Linked DNA regions of Rattus norvegicus: region 2 is linked to region 1. Evidence: chromatin contacts called from public Hi-C data. All regions are on one chromosome and are shown on one strand. Each heading gives the region's core, a stretch centred on a gene start, on an enhancer-like site or on the middle of the called end of the contact. The rest is flanking DNA. Distances are from core to core; before and after follow the strand shown. Region 1 has its middle 24 kb from the start of Pthlh. Region 2 has its middle 84 kb from the start of Far2.

What was found. Hi-C and Micro-C count contacts between places; a contact is called where the count stands out from the background.
Region 2: a contact with region 1 is called in a Hi-C map of the A7r5 cell line, with 6 times the contacts expected there. The contact joins two enhancer-like sites. A contact is called at or near these places in 6 of 12 Hi-C or Micro-C datasets (the A7r5 cell line, Schwann cells, frontal cortex and 3 more).

Annotation. Positions count from the first base shown.
Region 1 is chr4:181,905,333-181,908,032 of GRCr8, forward strand. No RefSeq gene overlaps it. Among named protein-coding and RNA genes, the nearest start is that of Pthlh, 24 kb to the right of the region's middle. Within about 2 kb of position 1,444, at least 4 of the 93 cell types and tissues checked have an H3K27ac peak or open chromatin away from gene starts, as enhancers often do. A contact at or near this core is called in the A7r5 cell line, where this site is marked.
Region 2 is chr4:182,619,815-182,622,678 of GRCr8, forward strand. No RefSeq gene overlaps it. Among named protein-coding and RNA genes, the nearest start is that of Far2, 84 kb to the right of the region's middle. Within about 2 kb of position 1,472, at least 3 of the 93 cell types and tissues checked have an H3K27ac peak or open chromatin away from gene starts, as enhancers often do. A contact at or near this core is called in the A7r5 cell line, where this site is marked.

The DNA of each region.
Region 1 (2,700 bases), core at 194-2,693:
TCCTTGTGCTGTGTTGGTGGGAATGAAAATGGCACGGTTGCTAAGGAAAAGAGTGCGGAGGTTGCAAACAGACAGACAAACAACAACAAAAACAAAAAACCTGACTTTGACACCATGAGGCTGAGATGGTTAGCTGTAATGAATCAACCTGATACATATTAGAATCATCTGGAAAAGAGTTTCTGTGAGGGCTTGTCTTTATTGAGTTGGCCTGTGAGTGTGTCTATGGGGGTTTGTCTTGATTATGTCAGCTGATACGGGAAGACTCAGCCCACCATGGGTGGTATCAGTCTCTAGTCGGGGGACTCAAACTGTAAGAGTAGAAAAAAAGCTGAGCTCAAGCAGGCAAGCAAGCAAGCAAGCAAGCAAGCAAGCAAGCAAGCAAGCAAGCAAGCAAGCATGTTTGCACTTGTTTCTCTGTATTCCTTACTGTGGATGTGATGGGACTAGCTTTTTAAAGTTTCTGTCTTGGTTCCCCCCAATGGTGAACTGTAATCTGGAAATATAATCCCTTTCTTTCCTGAGTTGCTTTTTTGACTGAAGCGTTTTATCACAGCAACAGAAAGAAAACAAAAATGAGAATGTGTGTGTGTGTGTGTGTGTGTGTGTGTGTGTATGTGTCTCCAGGGTAACTGAAAGGGTGGAAGAATACTCAGGTTCACAGCAGCACTAGTCACCATAGACAGCTGGGAGAAGCAACACAGATGTTCACTGATGGATGAGGGAATAAACAAAATGTAGCAATTGGATACAATGTTTATCCCTAAAATGGAAGGGAAACCCTGACACTGCTACAGCCTGGAGGACCTGAGCACATTACATAAAGCGAGCCAGCCACAAAAGACAAACGCTGCATGACTCTGCATGTTTGGGGAACCAAGAGTCACCAGAGTCACACAGAGTGGAATGGGATTGCCAGGCTCAGGGGCAAGTGTGATTGTTGGAAGATTTTGAGGGCGGCCAGATTTACCTGGTCTGGAATTTTTACACAGAAACACGAGCTGCAGAATCGGTTGCATACTTAGAAATGGGTACATGGACAAAATGTGTTACAAGTTTACTACAGTTACTAATTTAAAAATGCTTAGGGAGATCACACCAATACAAATGGAGTGCTTTTGAATGCGAATGAGAGATGATGTTGAAAAACAGAAGGCTGGAAGAGTCCATTGAATCGCACTGTTGGGGGCACAGAGAAACCTTAGGGAGGCAAGATAGAACTCACCAGCACTTGTAAAGGTCTGCCTGACAGCAGCGTTGGAAGGATCAGAAACAAATTTTATGTCTTATAACTCGGTAAAAATACGTGGGAAAAACTACAGGGAACAAGCACTTGAGAAGTCTTTATCCTCCCTTAAACATTTCCTTGGTTTTGTCTTCTCTAAACTGCCTTAGTGCACACTGGCAAAAGCACACAGAAAATCTATCCTGGTTGGGTGTTTCCAGACTGGCCGACTCCGGTGCTGCCACCTACTGGTCACTTCTAGACCGTCATGGATTTAAGCTTGCCCAAGCCATTCTGTTTCATGCCAAATAATTACAATTTAAGAATATGACTGAAATGGTTTTAGTAAATTACCTTAAGATGTATCTCTCAGACACTGGGCGTGGTGGACTCTGCCTGTAAGCCTAGCTGCCCCAGATGCTGAGGTGGGATGACTGAACCTTCAGCACGTAACCTGGACAATAGAGAGGGCAAGGCCAGCCTGGATAACTTTGCCAGTCTGTCTCAAACTTAAAAGTGAAAAGGGAGTTGCCAATGTAGCACAGAGGTGGAGCACTTGCATACATGTGGGAGGCCCTGAGTTGTTGGGTTTTGTTTTTGTATCTAGGTAACATATAAATCACATTAAAAAGCAGAGAAATGTATAAACGGATGTCTGTACCCCAGAGCCACCTCCTTAGAATAAGAAGATTACAGAGCAGAAGCATCGTCCACTGCTTGGATTCTGATAGAGGTCCCTTGGCATGTTGACAGGGAACAGAATGGAGAAAAACCTTAAATTAGTTTGGAAAGTCCTGGGTTTTAAAAAGTAAAGCAAGGTCATTTTTTTTTGCAGAATTCCTTAGGAATTTCCCCCAGCTGAACACAGGGACTTTGCACCAGGCTGTGCCTTTTGGGAACATGTGTCAGTTAAGACATTTTTGGGAACAGAGACACTGATCCATGTCATCCTGCCCGAACTCCAGAAAATACAGTAAGTTTTCATGTCATTTCAAGAGGGCGGGGTAACTTCAGATATTAGGTTAAAAAAATAGGGGTTAATAATTACAGTGGCAAGTTGATTGGAGTCAAAGGACATTTCAACTTCAATGATCATGGCATTGTGTGAATGGATTATGCATATGCTAGTTTTCTCCATCATATTGCTGTGTGAGTCTGCCCACGGTTTTCTTGATCTTGGCCATTTTCAGTTGCATTGAGGATGTGTTGTTGTGATCTCTCGCAGATTCCCGGAGAAACAAGGCAGAGAGTAAATCTATTAATCTTGAATGAACTGCTCCTAACAGTCTGCAGTGCTGACTCAGTAACTATTGGCCATTTCTTTTGGTTCTTTCTCAAAGTTAACATTGATTGATTCTGAGATTAGGCGTTTAGTATTGACGTAAGCTAGAAGTTGAACTGTAGCCACCCAGTATTTATAAGTCCAGTCATTTCAAGGCTGTCCTGTGGTACAAGGCTGGGTCGGTGATGATGTG
Region 2 (2,864 bases), core at 222-2,721, 710 kb after region 1:
GAGCGCCACTCGCACATACACACAGAAGCTTGGCCTCTGACTGGGAGACATCCTGGCACTGGGGTATACTGGAGTTACAAAGGATGAGCGGCTTTCTGTTGGCTTTCTTCCCTCTGTGCGGCCCTGGTGACTGCCCAGCGAGAGGAAACACCCCATCATCGAGGATTCTTTTCCCTAGCTGCATTTACAAAATCTCTCTGAATAATCAACCAGCAATCAATCCGTGGGGAAGGCTCAGGCAGTCCCTGGCAGTGCAGTCCACGAGGTCTGGGGTCCGGGTGGGGATCGGGGGAGTGGAGGCGTGGGGCTCCGGAGCACAGTTTTGTCCCAAGTTGATTTTCTTAACCTTGGGTATGTGCTGTTGATGTGAAAGCAGGAAGAAATGCCACATTATCCCCCCTCGGCTTTGCGTGCCTTGCTTGGCACGGAGTCTGCCAGTTTAGACCACCTATCATGCAGACCTGCCTCGGAAGAAAACTGGCTCTGTGATAAACACACCTAGGGATCTGTGAGTCAAGAGTGCCCCCTAACGGAAGCATGAAGGATGCCTGGGATTTACCTTCTTTTCTTTCACTGGCAACAATTCTGTCCCGTTTTACATCTTGGGCTCAAAGCTTACATTTACCTTCATCTGTCAGGGTGAAACTTAAAATGCTCACTGCCTCCTGCCTTGGGTCCTGGACCCAAAAGATTCTTCTGTGGCTCTGGTCTCCCATGAATCCTGGCCCCTGCTTATAATTTTTACCCTTACTTATGATTGAGAAATGAAGGGTTTCTGGGATTAATTCCTCTCAGGTTTTAAGATGAGGTAGCCACAGTGATTTCAGCCCCATCTTCCTCTGAGAAGTGTCCATGCTTTTTCCTAAAGGCATGTGTTAATCATTTAGCCAATTCTACTTGGCGCGGGGCACCCCAAAGCCCTCTTGAGATGATGCAATGTCGCAGAGCGAGAGTCCAAGCTGATCCGCGTGGGTCGGCATAGGAGGGCTGCGTTCAGACTTGCTGGCTGCACTTACTGAGAAAACCCACATAGGTATGTTCCAGAAACAGTGACGATTAGCTCAAACTGAACCCAGGATCAGGCAATGCTTGTTGGACATTGCCTGCCTCTCTCCTCTGTGAGTGAGCTAAGCCATTAATACTTAAACAGTAGAGACAGCTGTTGGACGATGGGCAGTGTCTGAAGGGCCTTTCCACCCTGTCACTTGGCCATGAAGGTGGCTCAGACACGAAATGGATCCAGCTAGCTTCCCTTGCCACCCAAGCAGAACCAGGTCATGTGTACAACGTCAGACCATGGGCTTCCAAGAGCTATGGAAATTGGTGCTGGGAACTTGCTGTCCCTAGAAGCATGACATGTAGACAAGCGGTGCTTCTCATTTCTCTGTTAGACTGGAAATAACTCTCTGGCCTGTAAGTGTGTGAATTATAACTGGACCCCTGAGCCTGGACCTCAAGGTTTGTCTCTCGCTTTTGTGGTTCATAACATTAAATCACCATGGGGCCTGGGGGGATGACTCAGCATAAATATGAAGACTGAGTCCGATCCTCGGCCTCATGTTAAAAAAGGAAAACGGGGGGGGGGGGGGACAGAGAGAGAGAGAGAAGGGAGGGAGGGAGGGAGGGAGGGAGGGAGGGAGGGAGGGAGGGAGGGAGAGAAAAAAGTCAAGTTCAGTGGAGCACATCTGTAATCCTAGTATGGGGGTTGAGGGGAGACAGAGCAGAAACATCCCTGGAACTGGCTGGCCAGCCAGGCTACACAATCAGTTTGAGCTCCAGGTTCAGTAAGAGACCCTGTCTTAAAAAATAAAATGGAGGGGGTTGGGGATTTAGCTCAGTGGTAGAGCGCTTGCCTAGGAAGCACAAGGCCCTGGGTTCGGTCCCCAGCTCCGAAAAAAAGAAAAAGGAAAAAAAAATAAAATGGAGAGCAATTTAAGAAGACACTGGACAGTGACCTCTGGGATCAATGTGCATGCGTGTGCACACACCTGCGCACACACATGTGCACATGTGCGCACACACATGTGCACATATGCGCACACATGCACGCATGCACACACGCATGCACACACACATTATTCAGAGACACGGTATTTTGGAAACTTCACTGTCTTAATCCAGCAAGACTCTTGGCAAAGGTCTGCAAACATCTAAACCCAGTTCAGGAGTAAAGTGGCAAGGAAGATGGTCAAACCCAGTTCCATGTGTTCACATGAGAGGATCAGAAATTGAATTTTAAGCGTCTGTGCTGAAACGTAGAGGTGACACTGCCACCACCCCTCCCTAAGCAATGTAGTACAGCAAGGGTGTGTGCAGTATTCCCATTCTTCAAGGCATCCTCTGTAACACAGGGGGCTTGGGCAGCCCTAGATTCTGGTATGAAGGAACAGGAGGCCATGGAACCAATATCTGAAGAATACATAGGAATAACTTAACAATAAAGTGGGACCAGGACATATACAACAAACCCAGAAGCTCCAAGTAAGAACTGGTGTTTACTTGCACAGGCCAGTGCCTTGTCTGCCCAGGCTCTATTCCTCCACATCTAGAATGCAAAGGATTATGCCAACTGGTGGGAATGCTGAAGGTCACTGAGTGAATAAGCACCAAATCTGGTCAACTCTAAGTTAAACTTGACATGAGACTCGTCAGGTCAATGCCCAGCTTTTCACCTTCTCTGGTTTGGGTTCTTGGTGTTAATCACATGCGATAGGAAGCAGCTGACTAGTAGGTCCTGGATGCCACCAGATTGGTCCTCAAGAACATCCTTCTTTCCTGTATCCTTCTGATAAAAATCAAAACCCAAGACCCTACAGAATGGTAGGGCCGGAGGGATTCACTTTCCAGTGATGAAATTCTTATTT